Linked DNA regions of Mus musculus: all the other regions are linked to region 2. The links are chromatin contacts, called in public Micro-C maps. All regions are on one chromosome and are shown on one strand. Each heading gives the region's core, a stretch centred on a gene start, on an enhancer-like site or on the middle of the called end of the contact. The rest is flanking DNA. Distances are from core to core; before and after follow the strand shown.

The links. Hi-C and Micro-C count contacts between places; a contact is called where the count stands out from the background.
Region 1: a Micro-C map of granulosa cells shows a contact between it and region 2, with 2.0 times the contacts expected there. The contact joins the enhancer-like site here to the promoter of Lhcgr in region 2. A contact is called at or near these places in 1 of 484 Hi-C or Micro-C datasets (granulosa cells) and 1 of 9 other capture datasets (adipose tissue).
Region 3: a contact with region 2 is called in a Micro-C map of granulosa cells, with 4 times the contacts expected there. The contact joins the enhancer-like site here to the promoter of Lhcgr in region 2. A contact is called at or near these places in 1 of 484 Hi-C or Micro-C datasets (granulosa cells) and 1 of 9 other capture datasets (adipose tissue).

Annotation. Positions count from the first base shown.
Region 1 is chr17:88,884,429-88,888,834 of GRCm38.p6, forward strand. No RefSeq gene overlaps it. Among named protein-coding and RNA genes, the nearest start is that of Lhcgr, 95 kb to the left of the region's middle. Within about 2 kb of position 1,338, at least 1 of the 459 cell types and tissues checked has an H3K27ac peak or open chromatin away from gene starts, as enhancers often do. A contact at or near this core is called in granulosa cells, where this site is marked.
Region 2 is chr17:88,789,261-88,793,821 of GRCm38.p6, forward strand. It overlaps Lhcgr (luteinizing hormone/choriogonadotropin receptor), which reads right to left and starts at 2,754. Exons shown (of 11, transcript NM_013582.3): 1 at 2,539-2,754. The coding sequence starts at 2,711.
Region 3 is chr17:88,861,555-88,866,042 of GRCm38.p6, forward strand. No RefSeq gene overlaps it. Among named protein-coding and RNA genes, the nearest start is that of Lhcgr, 72 kb to the left of the region's middle. Within about 2 kb of position 3,232, at least 2 of the 459 cell types and tissues checked have an H3K27ac peak or open chromatin away from gene starts, as enhancers often do. A contact at or near this core is called in granulosa cells, where this site is marked.

The sequences.
Region 1 (4,406 bases), core at 88-2,587, 94 kb after region 2:
ATGCACCAGAGACCTGGGTGGTGAGAGACTCTCAGGACTCAAAGGGAGGGACCTTAGATGAAAAGCCCCACAGTAGGGAGGAAACTTACAGAGCTCACCTCCAGCTGGGAGGGAGGGGGTTGACATCCTGCATTCAAAACTCTGACCCATGATTGTTTCTCTCTGAAAGAGTGAGTACATACCATTCATGTCCTTTCGGGTCTGAGTTACCTCACTTAGGATGATATTTTCTAGTTCCATCCATTTGCCTGCAAAACTCTTTTCTTTTTTGAGCTACACGCTCTCATTGTCCTGAAATTTGCTGGGTAGGATAGGGAGGGGCTTCCACCCCCCTAACACTGGGCTTAGAGTATTAGCGTGCCCAGCTCTGTGTACTTTTTCATGTGAGTTTTGGTGATCCAACTTAGATCTCCATGCTTCATGGCAAGCACTTTTCCTGCCAAGCTGCGCCCCTGGCTCCAGACTCTCCTCATACTTAAGGGGGTATTATATTTGCAATGCCATTTAATTTTTATGTCTTGGATTCAGTTTATGGAGATGAGGAGAAGGTAGAGTTGGAAGAAATACAATCAAGCTCTCTCTGATGAGCAGATCTTTGCAAAGATGGGCTAGGGTTGATAAGGGCTACTGACCCCTAGCTGGGGACCTGTGAATGAGGACAAAAAGTAAAGCCAAGCCAGGAAAGGGGTTGCTGTGCTTTTGGGGGGGGGTGAGGGAGTGTCGAATCTTTGAGATTCTGTTATTCAAAAAAGACCTGCTTATGTTGCAATATATAGAAAGAAGTAACTCCCAAGAAAAGGACCCCCAGGGAAAGTGTACCCCTCAGTCCTCAGTGCACCCTTGTCTGCAGTTTCCTCTTCAACAATGGCAGGGACATGGGAGCCTGCTTCTTAGAAGGGCCAACCTCAATGCCCAGTGTGTACCATGCAAGCATAGCTACAAGTCTAAGCCACTGTAGTCCTTTCTCTGGCACAGCAGAGCAGATCCTTCCATTATCGTTCTCATGACTGACTCTTCCAAAAAAATGCTGGGAATCCATGAATATGCAAGATGCAGTATCATTTCAGCAGAACCCTCCTTCCTGCAAAGGCCTCCCTGGAGGCTAGATAAGTATCTGAGAGAAAACAACCTCCTAATTAGCAAAAAAATTAGATCACACACATCCTGACAATATCCATTTTTAATATAGTCAGAAACTAGTTGTTAAACCTGAAAAGAGAAACCACAATCCAAAGTTATGTTCCTTTTTCAGAAGAAAAACCATAGAAGGCATTCCCGTGACGAGTTCAAAAATGATTCATAAAGTGTTTAGTAATTTCAGTGGCAGAGTCGTGGCCCTGGCCAGCTACTGCTTGTGGTTTGACCTTGGGAAAGTGTGTATGTTTCTGGGCCTGTTTTCCTTACCAGTAAGATGTGTATTAAAAACCTACCCTCATGCCTATTGCCCTGCACAGAGGTTAACTGCTCTTGTCTGTGGGCTACTCCTTGAAGATTTGAAACCCCAGGTAGGAATGTTTTACTGTTTCACCGGGGAGCACTGTTGAATTCAAGGTGGCGAAGACAAGAAGAAAAAGTCTCTCCTCTTGGTGTTTATGAAGTCTTTCAAGGCTCCCCAATGAAGGGTGCTCCCCTCAACAGAAGGGTTTGGGAATGTGGCAGACACTCAATTGCTGTAACAATAATCACTGTCCTTTCTGTTTGACTAACAGAAGGGGAGTTTATGCTCACAGTAGTAGGATCCTGTAATAAGAAGTGGTCTCTCAACAATCCAATGGCCTAGGGGGAAAACCCTACTTCTTTGATACAAATACTTTACCTCCCTTTACACTTCTTGGTCCTTGAAATGCAAGCATCATGTGTTGGAGTCCGGTGGCTGTCCTGAGAGAATAAAAACAAACACCTACCCTGTGCATTGCAGGGCACCGTGCCTCAGCATCAAATAGCTGTTATGGAACTTTCATCAATCTGCACTGGACTTGTGTTAAATTAGGGAAACAAAATCTCCATTGAGTTAAAGCACCACTATTTGGAATTTTGGGTTGACAAGCTGAGCAATAAGTCAATATTAGGAAGTCTGATGCATCCAACTTGACACATCCAGATTAAAATTGACCGGTCAATTAACTGGTGTTGGAGGCACCCTTGGCTTCCTAAACAAAAACTCAGGGAAAGGAAATGGGTAAAAATTTATGAAACTGGATATTGGTTCTTTCATCCACTAGGTGTGTAAGCACACAGCTCAAGGAATCATCTTGGGGCTCAGTTTCCCTTAGGTGAGAGTTGGAGTCTGACCCACAGTTTTCTGATGGTGCCTCTGGCCACTCTTTCTCAGGACCTCAGACTCAGTGTGACATGGGACAGACCCATGCAGACATACTTTTGGTTATAGGTAGGCAAGGTGTAAGTGGGATGGATGGATGATATGTCTTTGCTTTAAAAGGTTGTTTCTTAAAGTATCATCCAGGCTACTAAGAATTTTCTTCATATGAAATCTTTGTACTTTTTGTGGATTGATTATTGAGTTAATTAGTATAATTAAGCACAATTACAAAATGAGTACAGGTCTGCGTAATCAGTTACTAACAATGTATAATTAAGTAACTATATCTTGCAATTAGAAGCTTGGAAACCACAGTGCCATTTTAGAATATTCATTTTATTCTATTGAAAAAAAGTTGTCTCAAATCTACACATAGATCATTTCCAAGAGGTGCACCTTTATCTACCGTGGAATAGGTATTTTTATTTTCATAAATTATTAATGCTACTCTTCGTGTTAAGAAGTTATAACATTCTATCTTTTTTTTCTCAGAAGAGACTTCTTTTGGTCCCCGAATTAAAATAAATCTCTTTCATATTTATGTTTGTGAAGTGGAAACTTAAGGGTTCTTTGGAAAGTCAGTTGTACTAGTAGTTTGCTGAGGCAGATACATGAAGGAATGTTTTGCTGAAGCAGGCACTGGTGAAAGGATGTTTTGCTAAAGCAAGCAGGTGAAAGGACATGTGATGGATTCTCCAATAACAGCATGCATGTATTGGTCTGCCTTACGTTGTGTAGTTGAGCTCCATTTGTTAGGACTCTGTAGAGAGAAACACACCGAAAAACTTCTTGTGGTGTGCCAGCAGCTTCCTTCTACTTCTGTAGACTTGGGTTGATTGGCAAAGAACTTCCCCTGGTGTCCCTGTTGGCCCTGGTTCCTCCTGGACACTCTTGCTGTTTCTGCTGAGGCCTGGCTGTTCCTGCTAGATTGTGCCACTGCAGCTGCTCTCCCAACACCGGACTGGACTGCTGGGATATCCATGAAGTATTTGTGAGTGGACTGAGCTGCTGCTGCAGACCTGTGAACTGTGCTGCTGATTTCCTGACAGCACAGATGGGATTTGCTCCAAAGAAGCATTTCTAAAGAGGTCCACTTCCTCCATATCATGATAACCTTTCTTCCACTACCTCTGGTGGGTGGTGGGCTAGAATGGAGGTTAAAGCATTTAAGTACCATTATTAACATTAGGGGTTTGAAAATGTAAAGGTTATATGTTTGTTTGAGAAAAGCAGCAACTGACTCAAGAAATCAATTAGGGGATTAAAAAAAAAATGAGCAGAGTCTTGGTTTCATTTTGGAGAATGTAAAATGGAAGGTGGTAGGCTTGAAAACAGTGATGCTGAGTTTGGAAAGAGAGAGCCAGACATAGCATTTCATGACTAACATTGCAATCACGCCATCAGTCTTTGGAATTAGATTAAGTTTTAAAGATATTTTGGACGCAATCATTCTTTTTTATCCCTTGACACATTTATTATAAGGTTTTCCAGATTATGGGATGACCCCATGTCTGTGAGGTCCCCATATTTTACATGGAATTCAAGGACATCCTTGGCTTTCTCTCTGCTGTAAAGCACAGCCTATCCTTTTGTTCTGTGAGTGGGTCAGAAGCTGCATGTGGCTGCAGTATTGGGCAGTAGATAGCTGTGAAGAATGACTCAGATTTGAGACACACGGAGGCAACATGATAGACTTCAATACACTTCCCTTTTCTTAGAACACAAAAGCAGCTTGCAAGAGAGTCAGAACACTGTAAATTTGATGTCAATTTTTAATAAACCAGCAGTGCAGTTTTCCTGGCTCCTCAGCTGGGGTATGTACCAAGAAGTACTTGTCTTAGTTTATTTAGTTGTGACAGTCACATGAGCAAAAGTATGACAAAGTAGAAATAATTAGATATATACATACATAGACACATGCATAGATGTATAGATATAATTTTCTATTATTTTGGTGCTCTCCCATTTTCTTTATGCAGATTATTTAGTGTTTTACTTATAGCGGTATTAATTTTGAAAGTTTTCATAATCTGTCTTCTTTCTCTTTCTTTTCTATTTCTCTTTCTCTCTTTCTCTTTCTCTCTTT
Region 2 (4,561 bases), core at 1,504-4,003:
TGTTTTCAACACACAGACCACCCTGATCCTCAGACTAACTCTTCCTGTGAGTTCTTAGACTACTGTTGCCTTCTGCTTCAGCTGAGAGCTCACTCTAACAAACATGTCTCCCTCATCCCTGATGCCCTCTGCCTGTCATTCTCCATGAGTTCCTTCCTCTATTCTTTTTTTTTTTTTTTAAAGAAAAACAAAACAACAAACCAAAACCATCCATTATCCTGATTGGTTCCCATCTGTCTCTGCGTTTGGGCTCTTTAATTTTATGCTTTCTTCTTCTAATAAGTAGGCATAGGTGCGAAAGGGTGGTGGAGAAGGGCACATGTAGCTGGAGGACGTTTCTGCCACCGCGAAGAGCAATGCAGTGGTTCCCATCCTCAGCGCTCCCCAGGGTTTCTCAGCATTTCTGATTCAGTGTGATGGGCAGAGCCTGAGCTCCAAGTCTAGCGTGGATGCTCCTGTTGCTGGCAGAAATTCCTACTTGGAGAAACATTGTTTCTAAATGACAAGCTTTCTATATTTTCATGTGCAACTCTGTTTTTACATGGATGTTGAGTTCTCCCTGTTGTTCCTACAATGGCTCTACCATCACCTAGCTCTGATCTGAAGGACAAGACCACAACACTTCAGACATCTGATATTAGGAAGCGTGATCTTGTAAGAAGTGCTGTGCTTGATGTGGGACTTTCTGAACGTCTAGGAGAGGTTGAACTCGGTGATGGATGCTAAGGAACTCCCTGTAGAGGATGCTGGAGATTCTTGTGGATAGTGAAGGGCTCCCAAGCCTTCAGAACCAACTCCTAAGAACCAGAATAGCTAGCTGTAATTTTATTGTTCCCTTCTCCCACCTAGCCATAGTGAGCACTACAACCATTTTGAAGCCTTGTTTAAACCATGCCTTAGGGCAATGAAGTATAGTCTTGTAGTTTCACTTTAGCTTTCTTCAGGAAAGGGGCCTATCAGGGGTCTCCTCCTGAGGCAACACGTGGACACCTCGGTATCCAAGGGGCTAGAACTTAGCTCATCCAACTCTTCTTCTTCGGCTATAGGCACTTTCCAGCCAGTACCAAAGTTGAAGATGTTGGGAGCAGTTATTTTAATTAAAGGAAAAGTAATTTTCTTAGAAAGACAAGCAACTGCAGCAAGGTAGTGAATAACATCTCCCTGGGCAACATAATAGGCGAGGGACCTGGAGCAAGGGATTCCATTTAGTCTACTGGATCTTAGATCTCAGAGTCCCACTAAAGCTCCAGGCATGCGAGGACTGCTAGCGACACAATCACACACAAGAGCAACGCAGAAGGTTTTGTCACACAAGGGCACGGCCAGAACTTGGGAGGCAGTTCCATGGATTTGCTGATTGATTGAAACAAACTCTATCAGCACGGTCCTTGCCTTTAGGGAATAGAACTGACACGATAATTAATGGAAGCTAATTAATAGAAACCCCTCAACCCTTAACTGTTTCTCTCACCCACAGCTATTCCTAGAAGGCCATTAACTTGCCCATAGAGAACAGAACAAGTACTCAGGGAAGGTAAATTCCTCCAAGAAGCTGTCACAGATAGGCTGCTGGCCTCCCAAGGGGAAATATTACCGGATCAGATAAAACACAGGGCAGATCTCCACCAGCCTGGGGCATTTGTGGTACCTCCTACTTCCTTTGTTTTTTATTGAGATTTCAGTCATGTAACTTGCAAGTCATTGTTTCAAACGCACAATGCCATGGTTTTAGTTTTCTTATGTGAAACCATTACTTCAATCCAATTTTAGTAGAACCCATCACTCTTAACCTTACCACTATTAGCAGACACCCACTGCTGCCCACCCATCCTTATGCCCAGGCCTCATGCCCAGGGAGCTACTGACCTACCCGCCATTCATCCTTCTGGCCATCTGGCAATTTCCATAAATCAGGGTCACTCAACCTGAGGAACCCTTTTCAACATGGAAGGGCAGTTGGTACCTTAGCACAAACGGCTTTCTCCTGCCTTTATCCCACGGTTTCAGGAAGCAGTGGCCCTTCCCTGCTTGCAGATGCTTGCAGATGCTTGCAGTGCCTTTATCACGTCTGTGAGTGTGACCAGAAGCCAGATAACAGGCATTTCTTCCACTCCTTAGCTAGCCAGGCTGAGGCAAATACATCACTCACCGGGTGGCTCGAGGTTATTCCAGCTGACAAATTAGGCCCTGAGTACTTTGCTCTTAGACAGCAGAGCACAGCCCACAGCAGCCTTCAAAGACCTGGCTGGCCAAAGCGCAGAACCACTCAGTGAAGGAGGGGTACCCAATTCACCAAAGGGGCAGAGAGAAGCTTCCTCAGGTTTGGGGGCAGTTTAAAGTCACCTGCCTCAGTCTCCCCTATGGGGGAAGTGCAGGTCTGGGCTGTACTGGGATAACAAAGACAGCCTGAAGATCTGGGTCCTCGTCACTGGGAAGGAGTGAGAAGTTGACCAGGGTCCAGCCTTACGTCCTGCTTCCCAGCAATGGGGCCCAACATCGAGTAACAAAAGGCAGGGACCTGGGGCGCCCTGTACTCACAGTCGGGCGAGGCCAGCTCGAGGGCCAGGGCAGCGCAGGGCACCATCCGGCGCGCAGTCGCAGGGCTCAGGGCAGCGCGACCCTGACAACTCTGGAGAGTGCAGCTGTGACTGCTTCAGCACCAGCATTGCCAGCACCAGCAGCTGTCTCAGAGCCGGGACCCGCCGCCCCATGGCCCGCCAGCCTGAGTGTGAGCTCCGGTGGCTAGGCCAGTATGCTGGACCGCCCGGGGGGCCCGCCCGTACCCTCTGCCCGCCCCTCGGCCTGCCTTCCCACCCGCCGGCCCCCGCCCGCTCCAGCCCTCCCCTCTCACCGCCTGTCCCTGTTCTCCTTGACCTGGGACTGTGGCCAGCCACCCCATTGCTGTTTCCCTAAGACTTGCCCTCTGCTCTAAGCTTGCAAATGAACTGAGGGTTAGAATATAGAGTCATGTGTGGTAAGCGCTTAGAGTGAGGCTTTGAACTCTGCTCTGCCATGGTCCCCATGAGACTTGTCTTGGTTCTATGAGATGTCTCTGTCCATATCCACATCGGAAGAGCCAAAGTGCCAGGCCTGCTGTGTCTTAGCTCTAGGCTCTGCTCCTCCATTCTTGACAAGAAATCTCTCCATTCTCTGCTTCCTCACTGATCTCTCTGCTTCTCTTGGTTGTAACTGTTCTCCTCAGCATAGCTATTTGGGTCTGTCCTATATATCCCCACTGCACTGTGAAGCCCTTGAGGGCAAAATTCAGTTTGGACTCACTTTGTATTCTTTTTTTTTAGTTAACAAAGGCTTGCTATGTGAGTGGGTAAAATGGCCTCAACGGGTGTGCACCGTGCTTTAAGACTGTGATAGATGCCTTGCCGCACATCATGTCTGTTACACCAGACTCTTAGGGCATTTGTAGCAGGAACATAATACCCAACAAGGTATACAGTTTCTATGGTAACCCAACTTGTGGATGGAGGAGTGCTTTTTGACTCCTGTCTGTCACCCACCTGTCTCTTACTAGTGGAAAACCTCTGCTATAGGGTCTGTGATTCTAAACCCCGCAGAAAGAAAACCTGATCTTACAGCAGCCCCAGGAACAGGTCATTTCCCCTCTACGGTGTTCATTAGGCATCGTTCCTTCCAAGGATTGATTTTGGACTCTAGAAATATTAGCAATTTTCTTTTTTCTGGAAGAGGTGGATGTTGAGCCCTGTAAAGACATCTAAAGCTTTCAAGACAGAAAGCAGGGCAGAGTTCTTGTTCTGAAAGGCAGCTTCCTCAGTCACCAGCTTGCAGTCTTTTGCCCAAACCTGTAAGGTAGATGATCATTATTCTATTGCTCTTGTTTTGAAATCACCCAGCTCTGCTCACATTGTGTGGGATTTGATCTTTGCTGATTTACATTTTCATGTCTTTGTGCACACTTCCCAAAGCTTGCTTGATGCCGTCTTCCTTTTCTGGTATTCCACTGGGCAAGCTTCTGGTTGTATTTCAAGACAGACTGCTGCCCCTTCCATGGGAGCCTTCTCTAACTCAGAATAGCTTAATAGGCCCTGGTTCTAAAGCTTGTAGCTTAAAAAGCACTGAAGGACGTGATTTTGCTTTCCCCTTTCAGTTAACCTTAGTACTGAGTGGCTCGTCACGGCTTCTGGTTCGTAGGTGTCGCTCCGCACATATCTGATGAACGATTAAATGAACAGTGAAATCTGGGCTTGAGACTAGAGCAGATACTCCGAGTCACAAGAGACGAGCGTCTCAGCTTTATCTGGTTTGTCCCGAGCCATCCTGGATGTATCTACATAGGAACTGAGCGATGGCCCAGATGTATCCCGGGTTTATGCTGTGTCTCCTCCTCATTTAGCATTGTCAGGTTTTGGTAGTGCCGGTGAAAGCTTTCTGACTTCTCTACCATGGAGCCATTAAGGCAGAGAGAATAAATGAGAATAAAAGTGGCTGAATGGCATTTATTTCAAGGCTCATGTTTTATGGGTAGCCTTTACTTTTTATTTTATTTTATATCATATCATATCATACCATATCATATCTCCTATAT
Region 3 (4,488 bases), core at 1,982-4,481, 73 kb after region 2:
ATGGTGGCTAGAATAATTCTCTTTTGCTTGCAAATAATAACATTAACATAGGATCCATAAATCCCCATGTAGCCCATGAACTTCAGGTATATACTAACTTTATAGGTAAGAGAAGGCAATGACTGTTTAAAACCATCCAGGAAACAGAGGAATCCAGCCCCAGCAATAGATTATGTTGCTGTGTACTCAGGACTGTTTAAACTAGTTTATATCATACTCAAAGGGCCTCCTTCATAAAAACACAAATGGCTTGCTTTTTTCCTCAAAGCGGAGAGACCATAAACCTGACTGTGCGGGCTGTGAGACAGGGAGATGGGAAGCACATTTATTTGTATTGGCCTTGGAAGCTCAAGAGCAAAAATGAAAACAAACAAGTAATGATAATAATAATTTTTTTAAAGCCTGCAAGGGTTGACTACGAAAGACAGAAAAAATTATCCCCAAAGTTTTACAACATAAAACAGGATAAATCTCGAAAATTACGTTGACAAGTGCATACAACAGTGTAATTTTTTTCTTAATTAAACTGACAAAGATCGCTAGTTCTACATAAATCAACACAAAGCAACAAATCTTCAGTGTTAAGAGAAGTGCAATAAAAGTTGTTGGGAGGAAAATATAAGGGAAATTATAATGAAATAATTCTTCCTTCCTTCCTTCCTTCCTTCCTTCCTTCCTTCCTTCCTTCCTTCCTTCCCTCCCTCCCTCCCCCCTTCTCTCTCTCTCTCTCTCTCTCTCTCTCTCTCTCTCTCTCTCTCTCTCTTTCTTTCTTTCTTTCTCTCTTTCTTTCTCTTTTTCTGACTTGATATCCTTAGCATAGGTGGGTGGGGTGGAAGGTAGTGGGGTTCTGTGAGTCATCTTCCAGGGTCAGACATAGTAGGAGGAATGTGAAACAGACTCGGCAGTTACTTTCTTCTGTGCTTTGAGTAAAAGAAACATGACATTTAAATACAAGTTAGAATAAGTATCAAAAAAACCCCAAACAAACAAACAAACAAACAAACAAAAAACTGACCCAACGGAGCTCCTGGCTGTGAGCTGAGGAGGACTCTGAAGGTAACTAAATGCTTTCTACCATTGTGTTCCCACCCTAGTGAGTGCACCTCACCTCTGTCTCTTCTGTTCCCTGCCTCCCACTTCCTGCTTCCCTCAGCAGAGCTATCCCTGGGCAGTCTTCCTGATGAGTTCTTCTCACATCTCGGTTGATACATTGCATGGACTCAAACCACCTTTATTATTATTGCCTTTTACAACTCACTGCATTATATTCAGACGTGGCTTAATTTTCATTAAATAGATGCAAAGTACATTGTGTCAAGTACAAGGCTTCTCACATAAGTCCTTGCCAATCAGTAACGGCATTGCTTCTTATGGAGTTCTTACGGAACCAGAATCATCAATGTAGCTTTTAGACAACTATCGCAGCAGTCAGAGCTGGCCTCCCATACATTAAAATCTGCTTGTCACCTGTAAATTAATTAATTAGGAAGGCAAGCTTTGGAGGTGATCAGTAATAGGTTTATCACACACACTGTTGCTTCTGTGTAGACTTGCTCTGAACTTCATTGGTGAAATCAGAGTTTATGCTGCACTAAACTGAACCTAGGATTTGTCCCTCACATGCGGCAAAGCATAGAATGAAAACAATTGTTACAAAGAAAGACTTTATATTCAACCAATCCCCAGAAACAAGAGGCACAGCACACCAGTGTGGGCTAAGGCAGGGGTGGATGGGGTGGGTGGTTGATGGGGATAGACCATTGGGGTGACCAGAGTGTGTCAGGAGGCTCAAGTAGGGAAAAGGGAAAGTGTGGCCTTTAACACTGTGTAGCTGGGCCCTACCATGAGCATTTGATGTCTTGTATTACCTGGATTTGTCCTTCTATCTTTGGGCCTTCTAGCTGGTGGTTCAAAGCAGGGCTCAAGAAGAGCTGTGGGGTGCAAACACTGCTTCAATTGCTCACAGTTTCTGCTTTAAAGACCCCACAATTCTGAGACAATCTGGAAGTTTTTTAGAGGAAGTAAAAGGAGACTTGTGAAGACAGTCTGATTGGAGAGACCATTAGAGGGGTAGGGTTTTTCTCACACTGAAGGGACGTTTCTAAATTTCTTAAGCTGTTCTTCTTGTTCATGGGTAGCTGGGTCTAGACTCTGCATCCTAGAGAAGAATGACTGCAGGGATGGGTAGCTCCAGGTGGGATACCCTGCTCTATCATGGAGTCATGCCCTGTCCAGTGTCCCTAATAATAAGAGAGTGAGCCACTGCATATGAAGGGCCGTGACACTAGGACAACAGACATTTCTGTTCCCCCTGCCCGTGTGTGTGTGTGTGGTATGTATATATGTGTGTGTATGTGCCTGTCAAACCCACTCCTCTCTTTCTCTCTCTCTCTCTCTCTCTCTCTCTCTCTCTCTCTCTCTCTCTCTGTGTGTGTGTGTGTGTGTGTGTGTGAGATGACTCTTTTTGGACTAGGAAAGCACAAAAGGTGACTAATATCGAGAGTTCTTCCCTGTTGAGTAGCATGGGAATCCAGAATGAGAATTAGTTTGTGACCAAGAAAATGTGCTTGCTTTCTCCTATTTGCCCCACTTATGAAACTTCTGGAACAGTGTCACCCACACAAGAGATATCTTAAACCATAAAGATTGTCATTAGAGGACTTCCTGGAAGAAACCTTTTTGTAAAACAATTCCTTACAATGTGCATAGCCATCCCTGAAAAGACACCTCTACATTTACATCACTCATCACTCAGCCTGCCTTCTCCTCCTCCAGCCCTCTTCAATCCTTTCCCTGCTCCACCAGTGTCTGCGAGGGGTGACCTTCACGGACTACCTGACCCACATGTGTCTCTGACAGCTGGCTTTCGGTTGGAACTGATAGAAGAGTGTCAACAGGAGACAGAGAGCTGGGCTCCATCCCTGCTAGATAGTCAACATGGTCAGGTGACCACAGCTCCTGTTAGTGGCTTCCCTGTCATCAGGACGGAGTGATGACACTTTATTCTTTGTTTTTCAGGCCGTAGAGTAGGAATGCCCTTCTGTGGCTAGTACTGGGAGCCACATACCATGTTGGTTTCCTAACCCTGCACATCCCTCTGGAGGCAATCCTTCACTAATTACATCCTCTTCTTCGGAACTGGATTGTTTTTTTCTCTAGGACCTTGACTGATGACGCAAGCAAGATTATTCTTTTGCTTGTTTTTGCAGCAGTGGGAATGGTTACGGTGATCTGGTCACTTTGTCCGATGTACATTCTGCTAGTGCCTCTATGCCTATCAGTAGCCATGCAGGCAGGCAGCCTGGGCCTCTGGGTCAGCCTGTGGCTGCCTGTCACTATGGGATAGTGTTTGGATGGAGTCAGAGCTCTGTAAGCGGAGGACCTGACAAGGTACCGGCACTGGTCTGACCTGAGTTCAGGCTGCATTTCTAGGCGTGATCTCTCTTTTGCACTTGAATGATTTAAATAGTTTCTCTGATGTCTATTTCTTCATCTGTGACATGAGCTCATGCCAGCATTCACTGACTGGGCTGTGTGAGGGCAACCGAGGCCATGAGGAGAGCCGAGCACATCCAACTCAGCCTTGAGGATGTGGCTGTGGTTCGATGTTGTGTTTGGGCCTCTGCCTTTGATTTCTACATAGTTGAACTCACCCGACTCTCTATCTTGTTCCAAGATGAAAAGACGCAGGAAGCCTCATCTTGGGGAATGTCTATCATAGAGTAGAACTAACTTTTGTCTTATCTGTACAGGGTAAGGCAGAGCAGGGCAAAATCTTCCAGAAACTGAGAACATATTGGGCCCTCAGCCATCACCTCTCCAGTATGACTTTGGAGTAAAAGTACAATTTGATGAATCTCTGACACCTCAAAATCTCAAAATGTATATATCTCCCAGGGAGAACCAGCCCCACTGACTCTGAGTAGAAGAACGCTCTGAACTTCTACATGACAAATGACCCATAGCGGAGGCTGTGGAGTTTTGGAGAAGTCTGTGCAACTTTCTTCTGGGAGAAGGTGGTACACAGGCCAAGCTATAGGCCGCTTCTGAAAGAGGAGTTTCTCAAGATCTCAGTCCTCAAGGAGAGCTGACTGAAGCTCTTTTTGGTTACTGCTATTGCTTTGGCAATTTTTTTTTTATTATGCAGGACTAGGAGGCTGTGTCATTTGTCTGTCTATCTATCTATCTATCTATCTATCTATCTATCTATCTATCTATCTATCTATCTCCTCCTTATGTATTTCAGAGTGACCTGGATTTCCTAGTCTTCCTGCCTTTACATCCTGAGTATTAGGAGTGTAGGCATGCTGGGCTCTAGGCAATGTTTCTTGACCTGTGGCTGGGCCCATTTGGGGATCTATGAAGATGCTGACTCCATGGTTTCAGCCTGATTTTCAGAGGACAAGGATGACCTATATGCTACAGCTACCCCCATAGGGCTCTTTACATATAAATACCTGTTTGCATTTCAAGTTTGTCTCTTTGTCC